Regions from separate parts of the Sus scrofa genome. Here regions 2, 3, 4, 5, 6 and 7 are each linked to region 1. Evidence: chromatin contacts called from public Hi-C and HiChIP or PLAC-seq data. All regions are on one chromosome and are shown on one strand. The core of a region is the stretch at or near the end of the contact, and the rest is flanking DNA. Distances in the headings are between cores, read along the strand shown.

What was found. A called contact is a pair of places that touch in the nucleus more often than the background predicts. HiChIP or PLAC-seq counts read pairs in DNA pulled down with a chosen protein or histone mark.
Region 2: a contact with region 1 is called in a Hi-C map of skeletal muscle, with 8 times the contacts expected there. The contact joins two enhancer-like sites. A contact is called at or near these places in 2 of 5 promoter capture datasets (fetal skeletal muscle and liver), 28 of 47 Hi-C or Micro-C datasets (adipose tissue, alveolar macrophages, blood and 15 more) and 2 of 2 datasets of contacts at active chromatin or transcription factors (alveolar macrophages and skeletal muscle).
Region 3: an H3K27ac HiChIP or PLAC-seq map of skeletal muscle shows a contact between it and region 1. The contact joins two enhancer-like sites. A contact is called at or near these places in 1 of 5 promoter capture datasets (liver), 24 of 47 Hi-C or Micro-C datasets (adipose tissue, alveolar macrophages, blood and 13 more) and 2 of 2 datasets of contacts at active chromatin or transcription factors (alveolar macrophages and skeletal muscle).
Region 4: a contact with region 1 is called in an H3K27ac HiChIP or PLAC-seq map of skeletal muscle, with 15 times the contacts expected there. The contact joins the promoter of IRF2BP2 here to the enhancer-like site in region 1. A contact is called at or near these places in 3 of 5 promoter capture datasets (fetal liver, fetal skeletal muscle and liver), 32 of 47 Hi-C or Micro-C datasets (adipose tissue, alveolar macrophages, blood and 16 more) and 2 of 2 datasets of contacts at active chromatin or transcription factors (alveolar macrophages and skeletal muscle).
Region 5: a Hi-C map of liver shows a contact between it and region 1, with 15 times the contacts expected there. The contact joins two enhancer-like sites. A contact is called at or near these places in 3 of 47 Hi-C or Micro-C datasets (liver and skeletal muscle) and 2 of 2 datasets of contacts at active chromatin or transcription factors (alveolar macrophages and skeletal muscle).
Region 6: an H3K27ac HiChIP or PLAC-seq map of alveolar macrophages shows a contact between it and region 1. The contact joins two enhancer-like sites. A contact is called at or near these places in 2 of 2 datasets of contacts at active chromatin or transcription factors (alveolar macrophages and skeletal muscle).
Region 7: a contact with region 1 is called in an H3K27ac HiChIP or PLAC-seq map of skeletal muscle. The contact joins two enhancer-like sites. A contact is called at or near these places in 4 of 47 Hi-C or Micro-C datasets (embryonic fibroblasts, epiblast stem cells, fibroblasts and 1 more) and 2 of 2 datasets of contacts at active chromatin or transcription factors (alveolar macrophages and skeletal muscle).

What each region holds. Positions count from the first base shown.
Region 1 is chr14:56,153,838-56,156,671 of Sscrofa11.1, reverse strand. No RefSeq gene overlaps it. Among named protein-coding and RNA genes, the nearest start is that of TOMM20, 42 kb to the right of the region's middle. Within about 2 kb of position 1,436, at least 54 of the 83 cell types and tissues checked have an H3K27ac peak or open chromatin away from gene starts, as enhancers often do. A contact at or near this core is called in adipose tissue, alveolar macrophages, fetal liver and 7 more, where this site is marked.
Region 2 is chr14:56,645,811-56,648,644 of Sscrofa11.1, reverse strand. No RefSeq gene overlaps it. Among named protein-coding and RNA genes, the nearest start is that of TARBP1, 22 kb to the left of the region's middle. Within about 2 kb of position 1,419, at least 49 of the 83 cell types and tissues checked have an H3K27ac peak or open chromatin away from gene starts, as enhancers often do. A contact at or near this core is called in adipose tissue, alveolar macrophages, fetal liver and 7 more, where this site is marked.
Region 3 is chr14:56,567,089-56,569,922 of Sscrofa11.1, reverse strand. No RefSeq gene overlaps it. Among named protein-coding and RNA genes, the nearest start is that of IRF2BP2, 23 kb to the right of the region's middle. Within about 2 kb of position 1,467, at least 6 of the 83 cell types and tissues checked have an H3K27ac peak or open chromatin away from gene starts, as enhancers often do. A contact at or near this core is called in skeletal muscle, where this site is marked.
Region 4 is chr14:56,544,415-56,547,248 of Sscrofa11.1, reverse strand. It overlaps IRF2BP2 (interferon regulatory factor 2-binding protein 2), which reads right to left and starts at 1,457. Exons shown (of 2, transcript XM_021074288.1): 1 at 363-1,457. The coding sequence starts at 1,365. LOC110256820 reads left to right here and starts at 1,364. Exons shown (of 2, transcript XM_021073692.1): 1 at 1,364-1,769; 2 at 1,831-2,237. The coding sequence starts at 1,364. The coding sequence ends at 2,237.
Region 5 is chr14:56,515,470-56,518,303 of Sscrofa11.1, reverse strand. All of the region lies in intron 1 of LOC102158473 (a long non-coding RNA gene), which reads left to right. It overlaps LOC110256878 (a long non-coding RNA gene), which reads right to left. Exons shown (of 3, transcript XR_002338951.1): 3 at 1,918-2,352. Among named protein-coding and RNA genes, the nearest start is that of IRF2BP2, 29 kb to the left of the region's middle. Within about 2 kb of position 1,438, at least 10 of the 83 cell types and tissues checked have an H3K27ac peak or open chromatin away from gene starts, as enhancers often do. A contact at or near this core is called in liver and skeletal muscle, where this site is marked.
Region 6 is chr14:56,475,072-56,477,905 of Sscrofa11.1, reverse strand. All of the region lies in intron 5 of LOC102158473 (a long non-coding RNA gene), which reads left to right. Among named protein-coding and RNA genes, the nearest start is that of IRF2BP2, 69 kb to the left of the region's middle. Within about 2 kb of position 1,500, at least 28 of the 83 cell types and tissues checked have an H3K27ac peak or open chromatin away from gene starts, as enhancers often do. A contact at or near this core is called in alveolar macrophages and skeletal muscle, where this site is marked.
Region 7 is chr14:56,432,180-56,435,013 of Sscrofa11.1, reverse strand. No RefSeq gene overlaps it. Among named protein-coding and RNA genes, the nearest start is that of IRF2BP2, 110 kb to the left of the region's middle. Within about 2 kb of position 1,408, at least 37 of the 83 cell types and tissues checked have an H3K27ac peak or open chromatin away from gene starts, as enhancers often do. A contact at or near this core is called in skeletal muscle, where this site is marked.

The sequences.
Region 1 (2,834 bases), core at 187-2,686:
CCCACATTCTCATGGATCCTAGTCGGGTTCATTACCACTGAGCCACAACAGGAACTCCCTGCCTCCTGATTTCTGGTTCTGCTGGGTGGACGTGTATGAGAAAAGTGACTCCAGTCCCTTCTAAGAGAAAGAAAAGCGGTGCACTGGTGTGGGGGCATTGTGTCCCTGAGTCACACAGAGCCAACGCTGAAAAGCCTCATTTCCTCTGATAGGTGGCCCTTGGGAGCGGTGACAGAACTTGGGCCCGAGGGGGCCAGGACTGCCTTATGGGCACGACTGTTAACACACAGCACAGAAGACCTGAGAAGCGGAGACAGGCTGCCTCCCACCAGCCCTGCTCTCCAAAAAGCCACTTGGCTCCAACGTCTCATGACTTGTTCTTAGAGTTACATTTTAACTGACAAAGTTTAACAACAACTGTGACTTATGGCCTTCTAAAATTGGCAGCAGAAAAATGAACTGAGGAAGTAATGGAAAAAAACCACAAGTGAAGCCACTCTGTATTATGCACAATTTCTGTTATGGTTTTTTTTCCTTTCCAGGCGTGTGTGTGTGTGTGTGTGTGTGTGTGTGTGTGTGTGTGTGTTTTCGAATGGTAGAAAATATTTTCCAGATACGCCGCCCTGGCGTTCCCAAGCACATATTTATGCCAAATTTATAAGAAGCAGCTGCAGACAAGGTTGACTGAGAGGATTGCTCTGCTGTCTGGCTTCCAGAAGGTGCTTCTGCTCCTCATTCTGTCACCAGGGCACAGACTTACCTCCTAAAACTCTCTAACCTTCTGCATCGTTCCCCCAGCAGGAAGACAAACCCACGGCACAGCATGACCTGGAGGGATGTGGGGCCTCGCCCTTCTCAGCATCCACATCACACTTTTGATCTGCAAGGTGCTTTAGTGACCAGTACTTTATCATTTTTATTCATTGGAACTCCTCCTGCAGACGCAGGAAGTGTTCCAAGGCGCCTTTCTCGAATCCCTGGATGGCTTGGAAGGTAGGGTTGTTGGAGTCCCATCAACATCATCGGGTTCTGAACTGCTTGGAGCAGATGGTGGAGCCGCAGTGGGTGAGCCTGTGTCAAAGTGCCTGCATCTCCGAGACTCTCCAACCTCCTCCCCTCGCCCCTCCATGGCTCTGCCTGCTGCTGCCTGGTCAGGAGCTCCAGCCTCCTGACCGAGCAGAGACGTCGCCCAGGGACGCTGCCCCCCTGCACCCAACGCCAAGCTCTCCCTGGCCTGGGGCGGGGCCTCACGCCTCCCCCCACCCCACCACGGCCTTAATGAGGATGAGAATAACCTGCTCCGTGGCTTTCCTGGGGGTGACTAATGGGTTAATCCGGGGAAGGCCCTTTGAAGATGAAAAGCCTGATGTAACTCAAGGGTTGAAGGCAGGCACCTGCCCCAGCCTGGGCCTGAGTCAGCAGAGTGACCTCCTGCCTGCAGGCGGGCTGGGCGAGCTGGCCCAGTCCCCATTCAAAGTCAGGGTTGGCCAACCCCGTGCGTGTGTGGTGTGTGTGTGTGTGTGTGTGTGTGTGTGTGTGTGTTGTGTGGGCCTCTGGGAGGTTGGGAACTGTGTCTCCTGGGCGTTTGAGTGGTTGAATAAACCTTCAAATGGCTCTGCCAAGAGGGCAGCACACATCCTCATCCTAGAGAATATCAGTTAAGACAGTATTTCCTGGCCATTGTTAGGGGAAAATGCTTTCCTTTTTATTTTCTTTTTCTTTTTTTCTTTTTTCGGACCGCACCTGCAGCACATGGAAGTTTCTGGGCTAGGGGTTGAATCAGAGCTTTGGCGGCCGGCCTATGCCACAGCTACAACAACTCAGGATTGGAGCCACATCTGTGACCTACACCACAGCTCACAGCAATGCCAGATCTTTAACCCACTGATGGAGGCCAAGGATTGAACCTGCATCCTCATGGATACTAACCGGTTCTTAACCCACTGAGCCACAATGGGAGCTCCCAGGAAAATGCTTTTCTCACAGGGCATTCCTCCCAAGAGGTGCCGTTTTTCTCCTGCCTTTGGAAGAAGGAGCTGCGGCAGTGGTGGGCAGCCTGGGGAATCTGAGGTCGGGGTGTAAGGGAGGCGGGCGGCTGTGCTTTCAGCTCTCCAGCTCCTGATGTTCTAGTCTGCCCTGCATTCACATCTCCCAAGCAGAGAAAGAGGCAGCCAGAGCTGAAAACCAGAGGCCAAAAGCAGCGGATGAAGCGAGTGTCGTCCAGGACCACGCCCCCTCCCACCCTTGACCCGGTACAGGGGGATTTGACGCAGCGGCAGCTGGGAAGCCAAGAACAGAAAGCCTTTAAGCCACGCAAACTGATGCCAAGATTCCGCCACCCGGGAGCCCGTTTCCTGCGCTCTGCACATTCCTCCCTTCCCCCCCCCCGCCCCCACCTCCAGTGACCCCTCTCCACGCAGCCTCCTTGCACGCAGCACTGGTTTCTTCTTTCTTCTGGAACACAAGTCATGCGGCCAGAAGGAATGCAGGCACTTCTGCTTTCTCTCTTAGGTCCCCATTTCCTTAGAAGTTTTTCACTGCCCTTTCTCCTCCCATAATTTGCCCCGAACCCTAGAGGCCCCCACAACACACAGAATGATAAAGATACGAAAATAGGATGCAAGGATTGGCAGCATGAAGGCAGGAAAGAGGGCAGAGGGGGCCACTAATCTTTTTGCACGCAGCCAGGAATGGACGGGGTGGGGGGCATAGCCCCTGGAACAGGCTATGAAAGGATTCCGTTCTGTTCTGTTTGGAAGGAGATGGGTGGAAATGACAGTTTGGAGAGGATTAGAACGGGGAAAACGGTTTCAGGGGAAGCAGCCTCTTTTCTC
Region 2 (2,834 bases), core at 170-2,669, 490 kb before region 1:
GAAAATGAAGCAGCTGTTCTGAGAATGTGCAGATGCCATGAAGCAACCTTGAAAGAGCGTAGGATTCAGAAGGCTGGAGAAGAGAACCTAAGAGGTTTCCAGGCTCTCATGCCCAAACCTGTGCCATCATGACCTGGACAGGAGGACATAGGAGGCTGGTTGGGGCTGGAGCTAAGGGCTCCTGGTGCTGTCCCAGAGGACCATCATTACCTCCGAGGAGAGCCCGAGTCCTCGAATTTCCTATTGCAGAATAAGGAGCGGAATTTAGAAAAGCTGGCTCTTGGTGTCTTCCTTTCAGACCCCCCGGTGATCAGTCCCCTCCTCAGCAGAACAGAAAGCTCACAATAGAATGTAAAATGGTGCAGCCACTATGGAAAACCGTGTGGAGGTTCCCAAAAAACTAAACATAGAGTCGCTGTATGATCCAGTAATCCCACTCCTGGGCATCTATCTGGACAAAACTATGATTTGAAAAGATAATGCACCCCTATATTCATAGCAGCGCTATTCTCAGTAGCCAAGACTTGGAAGCAACCTAAATGTCCATCAGCAGAGGACACATATCTACAATGGAATATGACTCAGCCATAAAAAAGAAGGAAAGAATGCCTTTTGTAGCAACATGGATGGATATAAAGATTATCATACTTTGTGAAGTTAGACAGTGAAAAAACAAATATCATATAATATAACTTTTATGTGGAATATAAAATATCACACAAATGAATTTATCTATGAAACAGAAACCGACCCACAGACATAGAGAATCAACTTGTGGTTGCCAAGGGGAAGGAGGGCTGAGGGAGGGATGGAGTAGGAGAGTGGGGTTAGCAGATGCAAACTATTCTAGATAGAATGGATAAACAAGGTCCTGCTGTACAGCGTGGGGAACTAGGTTCAATATCCTGTGATCAAACACAATGAAAAAGAATATATATGTATAACTGAATCACTGTGCTGAACAGCAGAAATTAACACAACATTGTGAATCATCTACACTCCAATAAAATAAATTAAGCAATGAGATCCTGCTGTATAGCATAGGGAACTATACATAGTCACTTATGATGGAACATCATGGAGGATAATATGAGAAAAAGAATATATATATATGGATGACTGGATCTCTTTGTTGTACAATAGAAATGGACAGAACACTGTAAACCAATCATAATGGAAAAAATAAAAATCATTAAAAAGTAAATAAAAAGATTAAAAAAAAAAAAAAAAAAAAAGCAGCTCCAGAATACTAGCCTATTAAATTCTGCAAATCAATGGAGTCAAAGGCCGGAGAGAGCGCGCAATATCAGCTTCAGGCCACCAGATGGCGCGCGGCATCCACAGTGCTTCTGCGCCGGCCTCTGGTTGGTCCCCGCGCTGGCCCAGGGCCCAGAGAAAACGTGTTGTGCGGCTCCTCTTAGGGGAGCGCCCTGTACGGGTTTTTTTCCCCTTACACTTTAGAAAACCTGTGTATAGAAGAGCATGTGAAACACCACACTGCACAGCTGTGCTCTTCCTGTGCTGTCCTTCCAGGGGACACGTCAGCAGCATTTTCCCCTTGTCTGGAGAGTTTCAAAGCCCAGTTTCTTCTTGCATTTTTGTTCTCCCTGGATCTTGAAGTCTGTAGGACTTAGCTTCCATTTTGAAACCCACAATCCTGCTGAAATAGAATCGCTTGGAAAAAAATATCCCAAGGATTGTTTATTAGGTCAGGCAACCACATTTCTGGCACGGAAAGGAACTCTGCAGACACTTTGTTACTCTGGTATTCTGACAGCTAACACAGTGGGGTGTAAAATTTTTACGTAATCCCAAACCTCAGCCCTGAAGAGTTAATGATGTTACTCATGCCACTGGGGCATGAAAGAAAGACTCGCATTTTTGGGCGGTTACTGCTTGCCCAGCGTGGTGCAGTGAGCCATGAGGCTGAAGGCCAAGGGACTCTGGCCACCCAGGCAGTGAAATAATTCCCCAGAAATGCACTGCCTGGAGTGGAAATGCTAGGAAAGGGAACATTCATTCCAGGGCATTATGGACGGTCATTCAGTCTGAAGTTTGCTCGCCTCTCAACATGGCCAATCTCACACTTGGGACATATTACATAGATACCAGGAAATGATGGAAATCAAGCAGTGGTCAAGGCTGGGTTGTAAGCAGTGAACTCTTTCCTTCTTTTCAGTTCCAATAAGATGAATAATGAATAACCTAGTTTTTGAATGGAAAGCACATTTCAATAGATGGGTGATGCTTTCAGAAAGGCCTTTGAGAGTTTCCGTTTATTTCCTTCTTTCTTTCTCTTTCAGAAGTAGGGCCCTGGAGTGGAAGACAGAAGCGATATTCCAATAGTTGAGGGCCTACATTTTTTACCCATTCAGAGACTTGTGTGAATAAAGAAAAGCAGACTCTAATATCTACCTTGGCACCTACTATTTGCTAGGCCTTCTGTTGTATGTTTTAAAAGTACTTTATTATTTCATCTTCCTGACAATTTAGTGGTTGGCACTGGCCCAGGTTTTCAGATGAGAAACCTCAGTTCAGAGAGGTTAAGGAGCTTGCCTGAAGTCACACAGCCAGTAAATGTGAGAACTAGGAGACAGACCCAGTTATGCCTGACTTCAAAGCCTGGTTTGTTCTCTTTCACCAAGGCATGTCATGGACTCACAGAACCTTCGAGACGAGAGGGATTTGGGAATTTATTTATTTATTTATTTATTTATTTATTTATTTTTGGCCGCCACCCCCCCCCCCCCCCCCGCATGTGAAAGCTCCCTGGCCAGGGATTGAACCCACATCACAGCAGCAACCCAAGCAGCTGCAGTGACAATGCCAGGTCC
Region 3 (2,834 bases), core at 218-2,717, 410 kb before region 1:
TAGACATAAATTAAGGAAATAAAGTCAGCAGTGAAGTGTGAATGGGGAGACTAGGTTCACATCCCTAGCCCCTAACTCTGTAATGGTCATTTTACATGTTACTGTGCAGCAGTGTGCAAGCTCTTTTCATCCACAAAATGGGGACAAACATGCCTGTTCTCTAAGAGTTGGCTCTGAGTGACGGGCAATGCGGCTTTGATAATAAAGGGATAGCAGTTCCTGTCATGGCATAGTGGAAACAAATCTGACTAGGAACAGTGAGGTTGCAGGTTCGATCCCTGGCTTCACTCAGTGGGTTAAGGATCCAGCATTGCGGTGAGCTGTGGTGTGGGTTGAAGATGCGGCTCGGATCCCCCTTTGCTGTGGCTGTGGCCAGCAGCTGCAGATCCGACTAGACAGACCCCTAGCCTGGGAACCTCCATATGCTGAGGGTGCAGCCCTAAAAAAGCAAAAAAAGAAAAAAAAAAAAAGAAAGAAAATGAAGAGATAAGATCTCTGGGCTTCTTGGCTTGGAGGCACTCTTTAAATATGAAATATTATCCTAATTAAACGAAATTTTCATCCTGGGGGTCAGTTCTTTGATGAAGTTAAATGGGAAGATCCAAAGTATCTATTAATTTGCTATCAGTCATTGTATTTGGAGATCCTGAGGGATCCTAAAAATGGATGAATTATGACAGCCCCGACGGTATATTTCTGGGTGATTATGGCAAGCCTTGGGTGGTATTAAAAGAGTTGCCAATTTTTATGTGACAGTGAAATTCATAGGCTCTAACAGAAGTACTATTATACCAGGAGCAGGGAGCAGACTGAAGGGCATGTGACTTAGCAGCTGACAAGGGCAATAATTCTCAGAATTTTGTGGCTCAAAATGTGTGCTGGCTACTGAGAACTGGGATTTTAGAAATAGAAAGTTCAGGTTACAAGCCTACTGGGCAGAAACTCGAACTCCTGGTGCTGGCAACCTGCCCCGGGTACTCAGGGGTGGGCCAAGGTTCTGGCCATTCAGTGTCCTATGTTTAAATTCCGAGCCTATAAGCAAACAAAAAAAAAAAGTTGGAAGTGTTCCCTTACCTTTTGGAAACTGCAAAATAAAATCTCCTTTGGCTAAGAGCCTCTTTCTTTTGTGGGCTCTCCTACAGGGTTTCTTGGGCAAGATTTACCTCTGTGCTGCCATGACCCTAGCTCCCCACCAGTTGCTGGCATGTCTGTCTTCCGGTGGGAGATGGGGGGGTGGGGGTGGGGGGCAGGGATAACACTCTTGTTCAAATTGTTGGATTAACCAGAAAATTAGCAGGAAAACATGGCAGTGGAGGTCAAAGTGGGGTCCATGCTGCACTGTGGAGGTGTCTCAGAGATGAAGCTGCCTATTAACGGGGTTTAGTATTTCAGTAGCTAGTGTTTGAGTTGGGGTTGCTAGGAGAGAGAAGCAAAGAAGGGCACAGACAGCACTGTTTAGTCCTAGTGTTGGCTCAGGACATGGGTACAGGCACATTCTGATACCCAGGACCACATGCTGAGCACGTACTAAGGAGAGCAGGCGCACTAAACATTTTAAGTAGAGTATTTCATTCAATATGCAAAACTCCAAAAGCCCTTCAAGACCAGTGCTAGTCTTTTTTTTTTTTTTCTTCTTTTTTCTTTTTCTTTCTTTCTTTCTTTCTTTCTTTTTTTTTTTTTTTTAGGGCTGCACCCGAGGCATATGGAAGTTCCCAGGCTAGGAGGTCTAATATCTAATTGGAGATGCAGCCGCTGACCTACACCACAGGCACAGCAACACAGATCCTAGCCGCATCTGTGGCCTATGCTGTGCAGGGTCCTTAACCCACTGAGCGAGACCAGGGATGGAACCTGCATCCTCATGAATACTAGTCGGGTTCTTAACCCCCTGAGCCACAACAGGAACTCCAACTAATGCTAGTCTTTTGCAAGCGTAAAAATTCTGCTTAAAAAGAAGAAAATGACTTATTTGTGATTCGCAACTAATTGCATTGTGGAGACTGAATTTGAACACAGACTTTTTGATGCCCAAACCTGGGCGGTTAATAACTTTGCTATACTTCTTTCCTATTTTGCATGCCTCTCACCCTCAGCCGAGCCTCCAGGCTTCTGCAATGCATCTGGGACTCAGGGATGGCGAGAGTGGCGTGCGTGGGGGAAGTTAGGGGGAGTCAGAGAAGCTCAGGGATGAGAGATCACAATGTGTGCAGATCTAAGAACTGATCCTGGAGGACAGAGCTCCTGTCTCTCAACTCTACTCCCTGCGGTGATTGCCCTGCAGCCCCGTTGGACCTAAATCGGGAACATCTGAATGGCAGATGGAAGCCCCCGCCTCTGCCCCGAGCCTGTCTCTCCTCCATGCCTGGTGGATGGAGAAATGCTGCCTGGGCGCAGAGCTGTGACCTTGCACGTGAGATTTGAGTTTACTCTCCCTATATGCCATTTGCTCATGAACAGAAAAACTGCATTTCATGACATTTGGATACATGGAATAGCATTCAATGTCTCCTAATCAGTTAAGAGAAAAACTAGCCTATTTTCTTCTGTTCAGTTTGGTCCTGCAATTTAAAAGGCAAGTTCCCTGCATCTTAGCCTCCCAGAGTCTGCACTGCTTAGCATCCCCAGGCCGCTGTGACAACAGCCCTCGCCTCTTATATGTTGTACTTTGAGACAAACTTCTCACCCTGAGTCATGCCACTCTCTGCTCCTGCCAAGAATTCCTGGAGTCTTCTAAGGATCTCTGGAATTTTACTCTCTTTAATCCCAATTTAACACAGCATCTGTGAGTAAATACCCCATCGGGCTATTTTAAATGCTTTCATCAGATGTCTGGC
Region 4 (2,834 bases), core at 208-2,707, 390 kb before region 1:
GCATACGACTGCTAACGTCCCCCAGCAGGTTAAAAGGTGACTGGTGCTCTCCTGCTCTCCTCCAAGAATGTGCTGGGAAAGGAAAACCCGGTGTCAGTGCCTATCAGCCCGGTCTGACTCATCTCTGTTGTGCTACTTCAGCACAGGAACACGTTGCCACTAAGCACTGGTTCCGCCTCGGGCAAATCAGGAAGTTGGGTGTTTGTTGTTTCTGGGCCGGCCGGGGGAGAAATGGTGAATGGGAAGGGCACCCCCTCCTCTGCTCTCCGTCCCCTCTTCGCCCCGAGATCACCTCACTCCACAGCCGCCCCTACCTGCTTTAGACCCGTTGGCCCCGTTGGCCTCGAAACCCAACAACCTGCCTGCAGTCAGGGCCGGCTCCTTCTTAAACTTGCTCTCGAAGGGCCCCGAGTGGCCGTGCTGGTGCAGCGCCAGCAGCGTGTCTCGAACCGTCTTGGGCCTGTTGACCCAGTCCTGATCGCCGGGCCCGCGGCCCTTGCCCGCGCCCTCCGTGCCCAGCTCGGCCGCCCCGGCCGCGGTGGTCAAGCTGTCTGCCGGGCCGCGGTGCGAGGTCGGCGGCGGCTGCTTCTCCTTGGCTGCCGCCTCGCGCTGCTCGTGCTCCGCCGACGCGCTGCTCGTCACGGACGCCGGCCGCTTGTGGGCGCCCAGTTCGGCCGGCTGCGCCGAGCCCAGCCCGGCAGCCGCGGCCCCGGACACGGCGGCCAGTGAGGCGGCGGCGCGACCGCCCAGGCCAAGAGCGGCGGGCAGCGGCGTGGTCGAGCCGTTCATGAGCGGCACCAGGGTGGGAGGCACGGCGTGGCCGCGCCGCGGGTTAGGGCTCTGGCGGTTCAGCTCCGGCGGCTCCTCCAGCTTGGAGAAGCCGTTGGGCACCAGGATGCCGTTCACGGGCGGCGGCTGCGGCGTTGGCGGCTGGGCCAGACCGGCCGCCGGGCGGCTACCGCTGAAATCGGAGCCGAGGCGCGGGGGCCGCTCGGCTGCGGCGGCTGCCAGAGGGTAGCGCTCCAGGGCCTGCGGGGCGCGCGCGGTGGCCTCGGGGCCGCCGTGGCCGAGCTGCTGCTGCTGCTGCAGGAGAAGGTCCTTGGCGGAGAGCGGCGGCGGCTTAGCGGCGGCCGGAGCCGCGGCGCCGGGCGGGGAGCGGCCCTCCGGGAAGCAGCCGTGCGCCCGCTTGAGCTGCCGCGCCGTCTCGATGACGAACTCGACGCGGTCGGCGCCCTCGTAGTTGACGCAGCCGCGGCACACGGGCTCCGTGAAGTCCCAGATCATGGCCCAGGGCATGCGGGGCAGGTCACACAGGTAGCACGACTGCCGCCGGGACGCGGCCGCCACCGCCACCGCCGCGGCCATGTCCGAGGAGCCCGCGGCGCCGGAGGAGGAGGAGGGGGCGCCGCCGCTCCCCGCCGGCACCACGCGCGCCCTCCTCCCCCCCCAACCCCGCGTCTCCCCCACCAGCGGCGGCGGCGGCCGCAAAGGCGGCGGCGGCGGCAAAGCCCGCGAAGGATCGGCGCCCGCGCAGCGCCCCCGGTGCACGAGGGGCGGCGGGCGCGGGGCGAGGGGTTGCAGCCGCGGCAGCACGTCCCCCCGGCCGGCGCGGGCGCGGGTGGGCGGCGGGGCGGCGCGGCGCGGCGGGCGCGGCGGCGGCGGCGGCGGCGGGGGCTCGGCCGGGGCCGCGGCGGGCCTCCAGACCGGGGCGAAGACGGGCCGCGCGGGCGCGGGGGAGCGCAGCAGGTCGCGGCGGCGGCCGGCGCGGAGTGCGGGGCGGGGGGCGGGGAGGCCGGGGGGGCGGGGGGCGGGGGGCGGCCGCCGGGGCAGGCTCAGCCCGAGCGGCGGGGCATGCCGCGCCGGGGCGGCGGCGGCGGCGGCCGTGCGGCGTGGAGCTCGGGCGCGGCACGGGCCCGGGTCGCTCCGCTGCTCTCTCACAGCTCCTGGCGTCGCCGCTCTCCAGCGCCCGCCTCAGCGCCCAGCCCGCCTCAGCTCCGCCGCCGCCGTCGCTGCTGCTGCTGCCGCCGCGGCCGCTCCACTTCTACAGACTTGATTCTTCGACAGCCTCGCAAGGCGCCTGCGCGGGCCCCCTCCCCTCGCGCGCGCGCGCCCGCCCTCCCCCGCTCCCTCCCCCTCCCCCCGCCAGAGAACGAGCGCTGCCGGGAGAGCCGGCTCCGCGGCGCCCGCCCGCGGGTCAGCACCACCCGCCTGCGCCGCGGCTCGTGTCCCCGACGTGAAGCCGTCGCTGGTGTGGCTTGCTTTCCTCCACCCGCTCGGCTCCCTCGACTGCTCAGGCAGTTCCTTCTCGTCTAGGGCTGTTTGAGCCAAACCGTGCTAGAACTCATGTTTTGAAAAGCCAGGCCACTCTGTAACCTGGTTCTGTTAGTAGCATCTTGAGGATGGGGATTTTCAGTCAAGTGCTGTTCACAGTTTTGTAAGGAGCTTTATTTGAACTCCTCGGTGAGTGCTTTTACACCCGCATGTCTTGGGAAGGACACACGCGCCGCCGGTCCCCTAAACTTTTACAACAGGAGGGTGCGCGCCCAAGCCTAGGGCCGCGTCCACCCGCCCTTCTACGGAGCCCTTCCGGGAGCGAGCGGGTACGCTGCCCGAGGAGGTTCCGATCCCCCTCTTCCCCAGTCCGCAGCCCGCCGGGCCACGCGGGGATCCCGGTCGCCTGCTGCAGGCCCGCGCGGCGGGCGCGTGACGTGGGCGCGGGGCCGCGTGCGCCGCCACCGAGTGCGCACGCTCCGCGCGGACGTGACTCGGCGCCGCTGGCACTGGCGGCCCCATTGAACGAATGCACATTCCAGGGATCCGGGGTCAGCGGCCAA
Region 5 (2,834 bases), core at 189-2,688, 360 kb before region 1:
CAATGAAATAGTCCACATAGTTATAATTTTAAATGTGTAAGTTTGTCTATGTATATGTATAGAAAATGGTTGAAAAGAACTACACCAAAATGTTAACTCATTATCTCTCGTGGCAGGATTATGAGGTTACAAGCGATTGTTTCTGGTTATTTACATTTTCTAGTATTTTAAGATTTTCCTACAGTGAGCCTGTATTACTTTTTAATGTCAGAAATATTAATTTTAAGGTTCTTATATTTATGTATATTCCTTTAAAATGATAGACTCTTTCTCCATAAGTCAGAAACCTGGACACCGAGGAGTTCTTACTATGGTGCAGTGGATTAGGAACCTGAGTGCAGTGGCTTGGGTCACTTCGAAGGCTCGGGTTCTATCCCTGGCCTGCTACATTTGGTTAAAAGAATCCAGCATTGCTGCAGCTTGGATTCAGTCACTGGCCTGGGAACTTCCATATGCCATGGGTGCAGCCATTGAAAAAAGAAGAAAAAGAAACGTGGACACCAAGTTTTGGCTTTAATGTAGTGAGCTGGAGAATTATGATTAAATACTATTTCATTGATGACTCAGTCAATGAACGAATATTTACAGAGCCCGTGTGAGTCACTCGACCAATGCTTATCTACCCCCTTTTATGTGCTGGCCATTGAATGCATGCCCAAAATGAAATCATGCCCATCTTGTCTGGACAATGATGGCAAGAAGATCCTGTTATGGGTACTCGTGAATGTCACATATCACTGAGGAATGAGACATGCCTAAAGGTTGGGCACATTTGCCCAAGCAAACTGCCAAGGAATCTAAGCCTTGCCCAAGTGTGTAAGACCCAGGCTCACCTGCTCGCCCAGCCTCACTGAAGCATGGGGCAAAGTTTTTGCAAGTTCCCATCATGATCTCCTGGATGCCTCATTTTCTGTTGTTTTGTCTCGGAAGGAAGTTCGGTTAGTCCAAGAGGCTTGGTTTGTTATACAGCTGTACAGCTCTGGACTTTCATAGCCTTCTCTTTAAGCGCTGACAACTTGATACTTTGATCAATGGTTGTTATATTTCTCTGTATGTTAGTTGGACAGGCTGATGATTTCCAAAGTCAATCCCTTCTCCTCTCCCTTTCTCTCTCCAGTTTACACATTTCTGTTTTCCAGTTGCTTTATCTACGTCTTCTAAGTATCTCAAAGTAGGAAAAAGCAGGGGCCCTGGAATTCTCCTGCCCAGTCCCTGAACAGTCGTCAGGGCTGGCTGTGCCCTTGCGTCACAGAGGACTGCTGTATGACGCCGGTGGCCTGTGTTCAGGACGTGTTGCCAAGGTCACTATAGTTTGTTAACGGGCAGCTGCCACTGGAAAGCATGCGCCTGACTGGCAACATTTCCCCACTGTTGCAGAGAGCCTCTGAGTGGCAGGGAGGCATCTAAGCAGGTGGTTTCTGCTGCAAAAGCCACCCGCCCTGGATGTGCCTTCTTCCCACTGTGGCCTTTCCCAGGCCTGGCATGTGGCTTTCCCAGACACTCAGAGAGGCCACGTGCCCATTCACATGGCAGCAGCGTGCCTGGTGATCACACTGCACATCCCAGGTCTTTACCTGTAAAGTGGCTGTTTTCCCAACCCTCCCTGCTCTTGGGAAAATGAGAGTCATTGGCAGAGATAAACATTTAAGCCTCGCTGGGAGATTTCCTGGCCCAGTGGGTTAAGAAGTGACTTTGGGATGGGGTGAAGGGGGAAGGAGTTCCCGTTGTGGCTCAGCTAGTTATGAAGCTGACTAGTACCCATAAGGATGCAGATTCGATCCCTGGCCTCACTCAGTGGGCTAAGGATGCCACATTGCTGTAGCCGAGGTGTAGGCTGGCAGCTGCAGCTCAGATTTGACCCCTAGCCTGGGCACTTCTATATGCTGCAGGTGCAGCCCTAAAAAGCAAAAATAAATAAATAAATAAAATGCCATCTCTATTTTTTGTGAGCTTCATGTTTTTAAAAACATGTGCTTAAACTTCTCAAGCCTCAGTTTCCTCACGGGAGGCAGGGGGCATGTTGCCCTCTGACCCCCTGCCTGGCTCATAGGAATCGCTCATTAAAGGGCAGCGCTGACAGATATTACACGTTCCATACATGACGAGGTTCCCACGTAAGGAGTGTGGGTGCGCGCAGGAGTCTGCCGTGTGCGAAAGGAGGGTGCAGTTGATGAGACTGACTTCCAGAGTTGCCGCAGTTCAACTTGTTTTTCCTTATGAAAATGCGAATGTGCCAACATCTCTTCTATATCACATGGGGAGGAGACTTAGCTTTTTCTTTCAGTTTTTCATCAGTTGAAAGAAAAGCTCTGGTGGCAGTGAGCCGTTGTGGAGGTCTGTCTGTGAGCTGGGCTGAAAGTACAAACCAGCGAGACAGTGAAATTTTGTGTGTTCCTTAAGTAAGCCCTCCTCCCGCTGCACTAGTAAGGTGATGTTCATTCCAACCTAGCCCCTCCATTCGTGTTTTGCTTTGTTTCTTCTCTTTCCAAGTAAAAGTATCTTTAACAATGGTTCAACTGTTCAGAAATAGAACAACTATGAGACGACTTTTAAAGGATATGAACTAATACTAATCACACAATATGTAATAATCACACATCTATATATGGCACCTATTAGCATGGCCACCGTGAAATCCCATCTCTCTTTGAGAAAGTAACCGTTCTAGAGAGTGGGGTTCTGGGCCATTGAGAGCTTGACGTTCAAAGCAAAAGAATGAGGAGTGAAGGAAGAAAAGGAAGGGAAAAGAAAGGAAAGGAAAGACATTTTGAGCAGAAAACTTTCTAACGTGTAATTCAGGAGTTCCCGTCGTGGCGCAGTGGAAACGAACGCGA
Region 6 (2,834 bases), core at 251-2,750, 320 kb before region 1:
CAGGGGGGACTGAAAGATGGCTGAGGGGCACAGAACCAGGACGAAGAACGAGGCTCTGGACCCCTCCATACTAGGCGGGCAGCTCCAAGTCCACAGGCTTGAAGAAGACGGGTCAGGACAGGCTCTGCTGCCAGACTGCGGAAAAGCCATGAAAATTCTTCAAGGTGACCTGGCCCGGGTTGGCTTAACATAGCAGCCGGCCCAGTGGCACATTAATGAATTGCATTATCCCCGGAACATTTGCCAAGGGACTGATGTCTCCAGGATTCACTCAGGGTGATTGGTGACTGTATCAACTGAGAGGGTACAAATTCCAAGCCATCACCTAGCAAGTTCAGTATATGTGAAAAAGCTGGGCTGTTCTCCATAACGTGATGAACTACTCTAAGGAGAGCAAGACTGCGATTTTTTTTTTTTTCCCTTTGGATCTCTCTCTCCATCTAATCTGTCTATTGCTGAAGACAAGGTTGGGTCAGGCAAGGAAAGAAAGCACTTACCTGGATATGCATTGAATATAGACACAGAAGCTTTTGAGAATCTTAGAATGTTTTCTGTTATTTATGTGTTTGTCTCATTGTTTTTTTTTTTCTTTCTTCCTTTTTATTTATTTGTTGGTTGGTTTTTTGGTCTGGCCCATGGCATGCAGAAGTTTCCTGGCCAGGGATCGAACCTGAGCCACAGCAGTGACAACTCTACATCCTTAACCACTAGGCTGCTAGGGAACTCCCTCTTTCTTTCTTTTTAAAGAGCCTTCTTTTAGGTTTGGAAATCCCAAAGTGTGAGCAACCCTATTACGACTTGGATTTTGGCTTCTGAACACGCACGTTAATATGCGACTATATGCTCAAATGATTTTTGCGTGAAATTCACCCAGGCTTTCCAGGAACCAAGGAATCCAGCAGAGGGTTTCGTGAGAGCTTGCATGCAGGCCATGAATAAGACCATTGAGCAACTTTCTTGGGCTATAAATACCTCTGCGGCAAGCTTAAGAATTCAGTGAAATCCAGGGGGCACACGCATCTTTGAGGGGACAGACCCATGTGGAAGAGGGCCAAAGTCAAGACATGCTTTCCCTTGGGCACCATTTTTTTAGACTGCTTGTGGTGGGATTGGCCCGTGTCTCTCTGCCCACACAAACTCTCAGCTCCTAGCAGCTCTTCTGGAACATCTGGGACTTGCAGCAGCTGGGCAAGTGGAGTGGTCCAAAGGAAGAAGGGACTGGTGATGAAGAAGGGCCAGGCTGCCAAAACTCAACTGAGAAGATGGCCAGCATGACCCCCCCTCCTTCTTAAGGGCCGGAGTTCCTTCAGAATGAGCCAGATCCAAACAGGGCCCTCCCCGACCTGTAATGCACAGCTTAGCAGAGGGTCTTAGGGAAAACCGCAGTCCAGGCTGATGCTGCAGGGAAGTCCAGGGATCTTTCAGCCAAAGGGATTGGCTAGGGGTGAGGCTAGGCGGGAGCAGAGCTTGAGCTCATGGTACCAAAGGGACACAGCCTTAAGGACAGCACTTCCAATCACATGATAGCATGACAGGAAACAGTAAATGGAGAAACCAATGAGAAGGCCCAGGACACTTCTTTGGAAAAACCCAAGAAGGCCTTGAGCACCAGCCAGGATTCTACAAGGGCTATTCACATTTGGCTGGAGGCCGGCTCTAGGGAGAAGTCACAATCAAACACTCCCTGGATGTGTCTTCAGAGGAGTGATGCACACTTCTGAGCTCCTCTGGGGCCAAGCGAAGCCCCAAGGTCCCAAGGTCCCCAAGTAAACAGAAGACGGCCTCCCACACTCCTGGCGCTAACACGCAGGAAGCTGCTGGCCTCTGGCCCCTTATTGGCTGGGCCACACCTCTCATGACAGCCTTCTTGGCCTTACAGGCCCTAGTCATCCCAGCTGGGTTAAGAAAAGGTAACAGAGTAAGTGGAGAATTCAGGGCACTGGGCGGAGTTCAAAGATAGACTTCATCAGCGTAAGCAGCACTTTCCTGTTTTTAGGGCATATAATTACAATGTCTGCATTCAGCTTGGGATCCAGCTTCCTAGACTGACTCAGTCCACAGCAGCCCCTCCCTCCCTGTCCTTCTCCAGGACATGGATTGCCTTGAATCATTCTTAAATGTTTCCTGTATATACCACATTCTTTCCATTTTCCTAATCCTACGCTGTGCCTGGAACGAAACTCAGAGGCAAGGAAATAATGGCCCCTTCTTGTCCTCAAGGGGACTTACAGTCCAGTGAAAGAACAGGCATGCAGAGAATAACGTTACTGTGACAGCACAGAGGTGAGAGACCCAAGGCCGGCTTGGCTGGTAGGCTCCACAGGAGGAGAAATGGACCAAGATGTTACCCAGGCGACAGTAGGTGTGACTTGATACCTCACACCAGAAGTAGAAGCCAGGTGGAGAGTCACTGTGGAAAAGCACCTGGAAATCTAAAACCAGGGGAGCCTGAGTGGCCAGAAATGGAAAACTCAAGTGGGGGCGGCAGGGGCTGGTGTTGGTGGGGGGGTACACAAAGCAGAAATCAGGAAGCAGAGAGCTGAGACCAGTGAAGCGGAAGCTGGGGCTCTTGCCTAAAATTGCTACTACTCACAGCTTGGGGGGGGCGGGGGTGAGGCCAGGACTAAGCTTGTAGATGGGTCAGCTAGACTGCAAAGATCAGGGGCAGGATGACAAGAGATAGCAGATTTAGGAGATGATTAGGAGGCAACTGATTATGAGGCAGGAAGGAGAAGGAAGCATCTAAAATAATCCTGAGGTTCTAGCCTGGAGGCGGCCTGGCAAGGCGCCTGGTAACATAAACCAGCAGACTAGGGGAGGGGCAGGCTGGAGAA
Region 7 (2,834 bases), core at 159-2,658, 280 kb before region 1:
GTGTAGGCCAGCAGCTGTAGCTCCGATTTAACCCCTAGCCTAAGACCTTCATATGCCGCGGGTACGGCCATAAAAAACAAAAAAAAAAAAACCCAAACAAACAAACAAAAAAAAGTGAAATAATCGTGGAGATGTTGAGAATAAGCCTTACCATCCCAGTCTGAGCAAAGTTCAGCGATTTCCTGTACAGTCCCAAATGGGTCCTTCTCAGCAAGACAGAGCTGAGACTTTTTTTTTTTTTTTCTTTTTATGGCTGCAGCATATGAAAGTTTCCAGGCTAGGCATGGTATCAGAGCTGCAGCTGGGGTCTATGCCACAACCACAGAACACTGGATCCAAACTGCATCTGTGACCTACACCACAGCTTGCGGCAACACCGGATCCTTGACTTGCTCATCGAGGACAGGGATCGAACCCACATCCTCACAGACACTATGTCGTGTTCTTAACCCACTGAGCCACGACGGGACCTCCTAGAGCTGAGACTTTAATGTGACAAGGAATATGTTAAGTCTTGTTGGAGAAAACTAGGCACCATGTCATGGAAGCCACTTACAGACACCTCGACCCTCTCACCAGTTTCTCTGTCTTGGGCTGTGGATTCTGTCTACAGAACCTCCCATCATGATCACCAGCAGCGTGCATGATTGAACAAAGAGCGTCTGGGCCCTCTTGAACACTGGCGATCTCTGTTGGATGAAGAGTGGCAAGGAAGCCCCTCTATTTCCTCATCTTAGCCCTTCACACTTCATCCCAGAAGCTCCACGGGACTTCCAGAGGGCAGCTCCCATCATCAGAAGCCTGCTGAGAGCAGGGAAGTGGGCTTGCAGGCTCCTAAAGAACCAGGGGCACTGCCTACAGAGGGTGATGGACATCTGGCCACACACACACACACACACACACACACACACGCAACTCACACTCACACACAACACGGTTTGAGTGTCAAATGTCCACGGGCATCATCCCCATTACAGCTGTATTTGGGAAACATCAATATTAAATATTAGCTATATATGCTTCACATATTACAAGGATAACAATCTGTTCGCACATCTGTTCTCTCTACCAGACTGTACGTCCCTTAAAGACAAAGATGGGGGTCTATCAACTTTATATCCGCAGCAGGAGACCCTCAGCCCCAGCACACAGTGGGCGCCGGATAAATATTAATTGACTGAATCAGGAAACTGAAGCACGTCCTCAAGGCCAGCCTGAAACCCAAGCCTGGACACAGCCTCCAAATTTCCATTTGCAGTCTAGTGCTTTGGCCAGGGGTAGATGAAAGCATGTGTTCCAAGCTTTGCATGATCCACAAAGAATTTTTTCTAAGCTCATTTCTAAGAAGGGGCCAAGGAGCTGTGCGTCTTTTCCTCTGGACCCAGGCTTTCATGCCTCTGCCCGATGAGTGCAGCCCGACTGCCATGCAGAAGACAGCAACCTGTGGTCTCTCTGAATGTCACAGCTGCTCCCCGCCCCCCACAAGCTGCAGGATAAACATCAGCCAGGAGGGGAGATGCTGCTGCAACGGCAGGCTGCTCTCTGCTCATCCTGCCCAGGGTCACGCTTTGAAAAATATCTCTGATTTTGTTTTCCTAGCTTGTTAACCTTTTCCTTCCCAAAACAATGCCGGTATTTGTTTTGGCTGCTTCTGCGCACGGAGGACGGGTCTGAGTTGGAGGCACAAGAGCATTTTTCCCTTAATCTCATTACAAGGGCTCCTCACTCTTGAATTCTTCCCAGGGCTCACTTGCTGTGAAGTGATTTCCTCTTGGAGTCGTTTTTTTTTTTTTTCCTCTTTGTGAAGCTGGGAGAACAAGTAGCTTTGGTTTTGTGGGGAAACAGGGAGAGACGGCAAAGACAAAGGCGGAGAAAGCCAAGCCCAGCCACCCGGGCACACACACGGGGCAGTTCTAAAGTAAAATGGACCCAACTTAAAATCTCTGCCACTCAGATTTGCCTGGGGGGACCACACTGAGGATGCGCCTCTCACTGCTGCCTCTCTTTTACCTGAAGTTTATAAAATCTGGAGTGAAAAGGGCCAGTGCTCTCCCAGCTGCCATTGCTCATGTGCTCAGAATATCTTATTTCATCCTTTCCAGCCCTTGAATGTTATCCGCCTGCCTGACTTGGTTCTCACAAGCGTGTGACTTTCCCACACTGTTCCTTCTTAGCCCAATGGACAAACTCACCTTGACTTTCTCGTCTTAGGTTTGAATGTTCATCCTCAAGCCTTAGAGGAATTTTCAGCCTAACCCATTTTTTGGTTAATTTTTCTACCTTTCACCAAAGTATTTCTTTCCCCCTTTGAATTGTTTCATAGATTGTGTCCACAAATACAGAACTGAAACTGCAAATACAGAACAGAGGGTTCTGGAAAATGAATGGTGGAGCCGGGGGGTGGGTGGGTAGAGGGAATCTGACAAAGTACACTGGCAATCAGTCTGTCGGCCGTGGCCTGAACCAGTCAAGTGACCAAGGAAAGGGGCCAGGCACATTTTGCCTGTTGTATATTGTATCAACTATTGTGTATTGTATGACCTGTAGATGGTATGTAGATTGCATGCACCCTGTTGCATGGAACGGAAACATGCCTTCACCTTTCCCAGGCCCACATTTTACTTTACAGGTTAACTAGAGAATGGTGCTTCCTACCCTTTGGGAGGCAGTGTGGGCCAGTGGTTAGAGCAGGTGTTTTCAGCAGCTTTCCTGGAACTGAGCCCTGGCCCTTTCTCTCATTAGCAACTTACTTCTCCTCACCTATAGGATGGGTATGGAGTTCCAGAGATCATTTTTTTCCTCCCCTTAAGCATTTGGACATGAACTGAGAGAGG